Regions from separate parts of the Macaca mulatta genome. Here region 1 is linked to region 2. Evidence: chromatin contacts called from public Hi-C data. All regions are on one chromosome and are shown on one strand. Each heading gives the region's core, a stretch centred on a gene start, on an enhancer-like site or on the middle of the called end of the contact. The rest is flanking DNA. Distances are from core to core; before and after follow the strand shown. Region 1 holds the start of UBTD2 (ubiquitin domain containing 2). Region 2 holds the start of STK10 (serine/threonine kinase 10).

The links. A called contact is a pair of places that touch in the nucleus more often than the background predicts.
Region 1: a Hi-C map of cortical neurons shows a contact between it and region 2, with 2.9 times the contacts expected there. The contact joins the promoter of UBTD2 here to the promoter of STK10 in region 2. A contact is called at or near these places in 3 of 14 Hi-C or Micro-C datasets (cortical neurons, fetal cortex germinal zone and liver).

The regions. Positions count from the first base shown.
Region 1 is chr6:181,148,799-181,152,930 of T2T-MMU8v2.0, reverse strand. UBTD2 (ubiquitin domain containing 2) reads left to right here and starts at 1,988. Exons shown (of 3, transcript NM_001194090.2): 1 at 1,988-2,170. The coding sequence starts at 2,101.
Region 2 is chr6:181,042,756-181,047,186 of T2T-MMU8v2.0, reverse strand. It overlaps STK10 (serine/threonine kinase 10), which reads left to right and starts at 2,557. Exons shown (of 19, transcript XM_028849917.2): 1 at 2,557-3,077. The coding sequence starts at 2,922.

The sequences.
Region 1 (4,132 bases), core at 739-3,238, 110 kb before region 2:
CTCTTCCTAGTGCCAATTCCTCAGTGCTCATCAGAGAGTCCTCATCATTTGGGTGCCTACCATCTGTTTAATAGACATCGTGGAAGTCTTGGTTTCTGCAATTTCTAGAGTGAAATTCAGGACAAAGCAATCTCCTTGCAAATATTCAGCATGCAGCTTCTCTTCAGGGAAGTGATGGAGTGATGCGTCTGCCAACGTGTATACTCAGTTGAAAATGATCAGATAGAAGGCTTTGTGACACAGCCCCTGATGTCAGAGCAACCTCTGAAAACTCATAAAAACATCGGTTGCATAAGCTCTTTTTGGAATGTTCAGGACCACAACTGAGGACAATACTAATTCTTCAGGATGAGTTTAATGTAGCAGATTTCTACATCTCACGACATTTCTGTGTTTTAACCTAAGTGTAGGTTTTGTTTGTCTAATGTCTGATTATCAAATGAATACGGAGATCTAAATCTTTGTATAATATCTTGGTCTATTTCTGTGAGCTAGATTCCCAGATGTGGAATAATCCCGAGTCAAAGGATATGAACATTTTTAAGGCTCTTGATCTGCATTGCCAAATTGCTTTGCAAAAAAGATTGAACCAATTTACACTCCCACCAGCAGTGTATGAGAATATATTTAAATGCAAATCCCAAGCTGCAGAACATCTCTTTCTTAGGTATTTCAACTTAAAATTTTTTTTTTCGTGCTAAGCAAAAGCTGACCCAGGATGTTAAAAAAAGAAAGTCTGACATAAAAATGGAGCAGATAGTTAAAACAGCTTCTTAGGCAGAAATAAGCTTTCGAAAGGCCCAAGCAGGATGATAAAAATTTTAAGGCATCATAGCACGAAGCACAATTCTAAAGGGACCATTAACAGTTTGGCTGAGATTGGAAAAGTAACCGCCAAGAATGCTGGGCGTGGTCAATGTCCCAAATTCTAGATTAGAAAAAGCAGGGTGTTTCACTCATTTACACTTCACTTTCGCCTAAGGACGATTTAAGATACCCAAAGGCAGGATCTTGATAAGTAGTATTGTTTGAATCAGTAATCCCGTGAAAATGAAAGAAATCCACGCCCCCTGAACTAAGGTCAGCGTTTATCTCTTCTTTCCAGGCGTTCCATCAGGACGCCTCGCCTCTAATCTCAGTTCGGTTTGCCACAACTACCGCCTCCACCCCTAATAATGGGGTCCCATGATTTTAGGGAAGACACGGGTGGGCAGGCAAGAGGAAGCCCAGATTCGGGGTACCAACCCACAGAGCGCCATATAAATTCAAAAGGTGCTGGGACCTCAACGTTCGGCCCCCCGAGCCCGTTATTTGGGAAACCGCCCCGTCCCCGCCTGCGAGTCTTCCACGACTACTTCTCGGTTCCCCCGTGCTACCCGCTTCCACCGGCAAGAAGAAACCGACGGCCGAGGAGCCAGGAACTCGATTTCGCCCCTTCCCACTCCTCTTTTCTCACTTTTGTTCGGCTTTTCCTGCTTTCCCTCCCTTCTCTCCTTTCTTCGCGTCCTCCCTCTCTCCTCCTCCCCTCGCCTCCAGTCCTCCCCCCACTGAGCCCCCTGCGTCCCCTCCCCCGCCTCACCCTCGCACCGCTCCACCCGCAGCCCCGCCCTCAGCCAATCAGAGCGCGGCCTCCAGGGGCCCCGCCCTTCCCCGGCGATTCCGGGCGGGCCGGGCCGAGCCCAGGCCGTGGGTGCGGAGGGCGGCGCCGCGGGGCGGGGGCCGATGGGTCCTGGCGGACGGGAGGCGCCGGCGCGGGGCTCGCCTGGACGCGGGTGTGCGGGGCTGTGAGGGGGCGAGGCGGGCGCTGCGGCCCGCCCGGGATGGGCCAGCCCTGGCCTGGCGGGGCTGAGCCGAAGGCGAGGGCGGCGCGCGGGCCAGGCCTGCCGAGCGGGCGGCCCAGGGGCTGAGGTAGAAGTGGGCGCGGAGGAAGGGGCCGAGCCAAGGCGGTGGGTGGAGCGGCGAGGGGGGCGGAGGCTGGGCCGCGGCGGGCGAGCGGAGCGGCGCGCCTGTCCGGAGCTCGGCGGTGGCGCCGGAGGAGGCTGCGGCGGCGGCGGCCCGGACGAGCGTCCGGAGGTGGCGGACGAGGCGCCGGGGGCCCCCATGGGCGGGTGTGTGGGCGCCCAGCACGACTCCTCGGGCAGCCTCAACGAGAACTCGGAGGGCACCGGAGGTAGGTGAGCGCCAGGGGGCAGCCTCGGCCCCCCATTGTTCCCGGCCAGGCCCGGCCACCTGTCCCGACCCCCGCGGGCCCCGCCGGGCTCCCGTGCCCCTTTGTCATCCCCTCTTCCACGTCATTCCCCGCGCTCCGCTTCCGGCTGCCCTGCCGGCCGCGGGGATCGCCCCTTCCCGCCCCAGCTGCGAAGAAAAGTCCTCTGAGCGCCGGGGACGTAGCCCTCGGCCTCGCCGATCGCTCCGCTCGGCTCGGGGAAGTCGGACCCGAAGCTGCCCTTCTGGCCACCTCACTCCCTCTCCAGCCCGTTTAATTATTGAGAAACAGGATGGCGGCGCCGGGGTTGCGGAAAAGCAAATTGATGGCGGGGGGAGGGAGCTTGATGCGTTCCCTCCAACGGGCCCCGCCACATCTTTCCGCACCCTTCCTTGTTCAGTGGAGTTGGCTGGTCTCAGCTTTCCTGAGTTTCAGATGACAGCTGCCCCGGTTGGTTCCAAATTGGCCATTTAAACCCGCGAGTTTCTGGAGCTCGGCTGGGGGAGACTCCAGTGGCCGCAGGCATTGTATTAAGGAGGGGAGGGGAAACGGTCTTCCCGGGTAAAACGTGGCTTCTTGCTAGAGCTTGGGGGTGTTAGGCCGGTGTGCTGTCGGGGTGGGCTAATCAAATTCCCATCTGGCTTACGTAGAAGGAAAATTATGCAGGATAAAAGTACAAATGCAGTTGGACTCTGACTTACCCCAGTAAGATTAGTACTTTAAAAGTTTTCTAACACGGGAACGCACATCTACTTTATAGTAAAGGCGTGCTGAGGATAGGTATTTTAATTCAATCAGTAGTAGTTGTAGTATGGCAGTATAATAATAAAATTAGTTCTACCTTTATTTGACCTTTGGTTACGTCCATTCTGTAAAATATTTTAGTTATAAACAGCCTTTAGGCAAAGATGATAGCGTTGGTTTGATTTTTGACCTAATGTTAGCCGCCTTAAAATGTGCATGTTTGTAAATTTTTAAATTGTTTGGGTGTGGGAGGGTTTACAACTGTTTCTTAGCATACTGACATTTAGACCAGTTGCTTGCCATGTCACTTAAGCTCTCTTCACAAACCATGTACACCTAAGTTTTTTGACTGATGGATTTCCTGGCTTCCATGATGGTTAGCCATGCCACTTTATTAAAATCTATGGGTATCCTGTATGGCTAAATCCTGGGTAAATAACTTGAGAACTCAGTGAAAGTTGTCTTGAAAAAGTCCATGAAAATGCTACTTTATAGTGTATTTTATGTCGTAGCATTATTACTGGCACATTGAGACCCTCAGTGACAACAAAGCAGGAAGATAAAAAGGGCATGATTTAAAACAGCCTTGGGTTAAGGTCAAATTGGGGGTCAAAATGAATCTTCCTCTAGTTGTGGTGGTCATTAATGGTTCTGAAATATATTAGTATTTGTTATAGCTAGTGTTTGGTTTTAATTAAATTTTTTTCACACTCATTTTAATATTGTCGTAAGCATTTTGTTCTTCTCGGTAATGCATGTGGATTAATTTATTTAAGCCTTTTGGTAGTGTGACTTATGACCAGACAGGCATTATTAATATGGGCTTTAAAAAGCGTGAAATCTTAGCTTTGGGTAATTTATTACCAGTGGTATCCAGTTAGATAGCTATAGTATCAGTTTCTTTGAGGACTGAGTTCTCTGGACCATAAGCTGTGCTATACATAAAGTTTAGAAAAAGGAACATCAGCCACCAAACGTCTTTGTATTCTTTTGGAGAGAGTGCATGGGCCCTGATGTAACTGGGGTTGGGGAAGAGGCTCTTGGGCTAAAGGATTATTTCTGGAATTTGATTATGGACACTTTTATTCTCCATTATTGTCGTGATAATTAAGAGTTAATTGTGGTTTAGTGAAATTAACTCAGGTGTGTTGCAGGTTAACATATAAAAAAATTATTGCTTAT
Region 2 (4,431 bases), core at 1,308-3,807:
TCTCATGAGTAGCTGCGACCACAGGCACGCACCACCACACCCGGCTAATTTTTGTATTTTTAGTAGAGATGGGGTTTTACCATGTTGCCCAGGCTGGTCTCAAACTCCTGACCTCACGTGATCCACCAACCTCAGCCTCCCAAAGTGCTTGGATTACAGGCATGAGCTACTGTGCCTGGCCTGATTCTTGATTTGATTTCTTTACTGGTTACTAGTTTATTTAGGTTTTTATTTCTTACTGAAATTATTTATCTTTTACCTATCATTTATATTTTCTTCTCAATAATTACCCATTTTATGTAAATTAAAACATTTATTCACATAAATTTGTCTAAAATATCACTTTATGATTATCAAAATATCTACAGTATCTAATATTATGTTCCCTTTTCATTTTTATTTCTTCCAGTGAATATTTCTTTCACCAATTTTTTTTCTTTTTCTTTTCTTTTTTTTTTTTTTTTGAGATGGAGTCTTGCTCTATTGCTTAGACTGGAGTGCAATGGTGTGATCTCGGCTCACTGCAACCTCCATCTTCTGGGTTCAAGTGATTCTTCTGCCTCAGCCTCCCAAGTAGCTTGGATTACAGGCGTGCACCACCCTGCCCAGCTAAGTTTTGTATTTTTCGTAGAGCTGGGGTTTTGCCATGTTGGCCAGGCTGGTCTTGAACTCCTAACCTTAGGTGATCCACCCAGCTTGGCCTCCCAAAGTGCTGGAATTACAGGTGTGAGCCACTGTGGCCAACCTTTTTTTTCTTTTTCTTTGACTAGTCTTGTCTATTAGTTATTTCAAAGAAGTAGCTTTGATTCTATTGAACCTCAATGTATTTTACAATGCTATTGAGGTATAATATACACAAAAAATTCATTTATTTACAAAAATGAAAGTTTGAAATTCAGTTATTTTTGGCAAATTTACTAAGTTATGAAATTGTCCCCATTGTGCAGTTTTAGAACATTTTCATCACTCCCAATTAGACTGTTTATTGTTCATGTACAGTGAATTCCCATTTCATACCCTGTTCCAGGCAACCATTAATCTACTTTCTGTCTGTATGGATTTGCCTTTTCTAGACATTTCATATAAATGGAAATTTATAGAACACAGGATTTTGTGTCTGGCTTCTTTCACTTAATGATATTGAATGAATGAATCTCTCTCTCTCTCTCTCTCCCTCTCTCTCTCCCTCTCTCTCTCTCTCTCCCCTCAAGCTCTTAGAGCTGGTCAGAGACCTCTGACCTTCACAGCCCTCCAGGCCTACAGCTTTCGGGAAGTCAGAGCCTTCATCTCCTAGTATGGAACAACCTCCTTGGTCTCCCCACCCCTTTGGTATGGCTTTCAGCATGTTCTAGGAGGTTCAGACAGCGCCTGACTCAATGAGAACGGTCAGCGATGAGCAGCATTTCCTTCTTTTAAAGACCGTCTACAATTCCAGGCACTCCTGCAGCTGTGGAAACATTCTGAACGGCTTAGCAACCTTTACTCAGGACACTCTCTGTGCCGACCACTACCAGCATCGCAGGCTTCTTTAGCTGGCTTTCCCAGTGGAAAACCATGCTTGGTGTTTGAACACTGCTCAAGAGATATTTTCCAACAAAGCACCGAAGAAGGGGCGAAAACACCTCAACCCAGCCGTTCTCTGGGGTTGGAGCTACTGAAGTGTGACATTCGCGAAGACTCAACTTGTTTATGACACAGGGTCCAAATAATAAGCCTTGCAGACTGCCCGCCCCCAGCACTCTCCTTAGATTCAGCTAAAAGCATGTTATAACCGTTTATAGGACAAACAGGCAACAGTAGCAGTGAAGTGACTCAGGTGGCCATGATCGAGAAAGGTGCTCAAAGAAGACTTCCGTTTGATCTGTATGTAGTGCACTCATCTTTTTTGAAACCAGGACATTAAAAATTAGAATAAAGTTTTTAATATGCAAATACATCTGCAAACCCATCATGAAGCATAAGATAAATCACTGCCAAAGGAGCTCTTTCTTCCAGCTCTTTAATCATGGCAGGTTTGTGGATCGCGGACGGGGAGGCCCTGGAAAGCAGGACCGCGCCAGGAAGCCGGGGCCTGCAGGGACTGGCCGCGGCTCCACAGGCGCTGCCCGTCGCACACTAGGAGGCAGCACCGCGCCGAGGAACCCGCAGCAGACGAGCAGCCAGCGTGTGTGCCCGGGGCGAGTGCCCTCGCCTGCGGGCGTCCCCATAGTAAAAGTGGGGGCGAGGGCAGCCTCGCGGGATAGCTGCGGGAGGATTAAATGAACAAGTGCAGGTTCACCTTCTGGGCGCTGACAACGATCCGTGGGCTCTCGCGAAATGCCAAGTCGCCGTCCCCTTCGCTCCCACAAAAGTTCTGGGAGCCACAAGGCGCGGCGGGCTGGCTCCTGAGTCCATGAGCGGTCCCACCCAGCGGTCCCCGAAGCTTCTCCAAAGCCCAGCCCGCGGCTCGCGGCGCGTGGTGTGCGGGGACTACAGTTTCCAGAGTGCCCTGCGGCGACGGGCGGAGCCGGGGAGCGCCCGCAGCCAATTAGGGGGTCTCGGGGCTCTGCCGGGGAGCGGCAGGTGGAGCCCGGCCGCTGGGCGGGCGCGGGGACGGTCCCCCGGAACGGGTCCGAGGCTCTCGCAAGCAGGGCTGCGCCGGGCGGGGGCTGCGGGGCCGGCACAAGGGAGGCGGCCCCGGGGACCTGACAGGGCGGGGGCGGGGACGCCGCCGCCTGCGCGGTTCCGGGTGCTCCCGGCGCGGCGCTGCCCAGGGCACACTTGACCGGGGTCGGGCTGCAGGGAAGGGCGGGTCTGGGGAGAACCCCGAGAGCCGCGGCGTCCTCCAACTCCTCCTCCTCCTTCTCCTCGCGGCCGCCGAAGCCACAGCCCGAGCCCGAGCCCGAGCCCGAGCCCGAGCCGGCGCCACCGCGCCCCCGGCCATGGCTTTTGCCAATTTCCGCCGCATCCTGCGCCTGTCTACCTTCGAGAAGAGAAAGTCCCGCGAATATGAGCACGTCCGGCGCGACCTGGACCCCAACGAGGTGTGGGAGATCGTGGGCGAGCTGGGCGACGGCGCCTTCGGCAAGGTTTACAAGGTGAGGGCGCTGAGGTGGGTGGCCGGACCCGCGTCGAGGGGCTCCGGAAGGAAGGGATGCCCGCCCGGGACCCGGCCAGCCTGGCTCCGGCTCCGAGGGCTGCCTGGCTCTGAACTCGAGGTCCCTGGCCCTCATGCTGGTGACTCTTGTTTTTTGGGGGGAACGTCACTCGGCCAGGCCGAGTCCCTGCGCTCTGGGCGCCCCCTCCGGGCACGGCTGCCGCCCCCACCTTAGCCCTGTTTCGGAGCACTTCCTGTGTGTCCTGCACTGCGCTCGGCGCCGCACGGGGAGACAAAGGGGCGCTGACAGGACCTCAGCATCCGAGAGGGCCACTCGAGGAACCTTCCAGGGACCTTCCGTAAAACGGCGATAGGGGCACACACTTTTTTTTTTTTAAGAGAGACTATACAGATGCTGTGGGAATATCGAGGCGATGTGGACCGAGAAACTCGGCTGCGCTTGGAAGGGTTGGGAGCTGGGGACACATCTGAAGATGAGCCAGAGACAGGGAAGTGGGGTGGACGAGGGATGGCCCCTGGAGTGAGAGGTGGGGCTTGGAAAGGTGGGTTGGGGCCAGGCAGAGGGGGAGGTCAGGATCTGGTGAATGCTGAGCCTCGGGGAACAGATTTGATTCCGTCGGTCTGAGTCACAGCTGGGGAGTCTCCCAGCCTGCAGTCACCTCTCCCCTAGAGGAAGACTCGGCAGAGAGCTTTTGTGGAGTGGGTGGGGCAGAGCTGATTTTGTCTAGAGAAGTGTGGCAGCAAGACCTTAGTTTCTGCTCCTGAGAGCTAATTTTGAGGTGCTGAGTTGTTTTAGGGAGCGAACACCTACAGCTTGACTCCCCCCTTTCCCCTAAGAAAATTTTTACTGGAGACTCCCTCTTGTTAAATTGGCGTATACCTCCAGGAGACCACCTCTCTCCTAAGCCACTATCCTCCTCCTTGGGGCTCCTGTAGCTTGTAGGCCACTCTGACCCTAGGATTGCCCTTCTATAAGGCTGGACCACAGAGAAGCCTTCTCCAGCCTTCTCCTCTGACTTGAAAGTAGTCTATCACCTAGTTACCAGGGTAGTTCCTAGATGACCAGTGTTACAATAGCATCATTTGGGAGCTTGTTAGAAGTGAACAATCTCAGGCCCAACCCAGACCTGCTGAATTAGAGTCTGCATTTTAATAAGATCCCAGGTGATCCCTAAGCAAATAGGTTTGAGAAGTACTGCCCTAGAGGCTTGGAGTGGTGGCAGTTTTTTCTTTTTCTTCTTTTTTTTGAGAGAGGGTTTCCCTCTGTTGCCCAGTCTGGAGTGCAGTGGCACGATCTCGGTTCACTGCAACGTCTGCCTCCTGGTCTCAAGAGA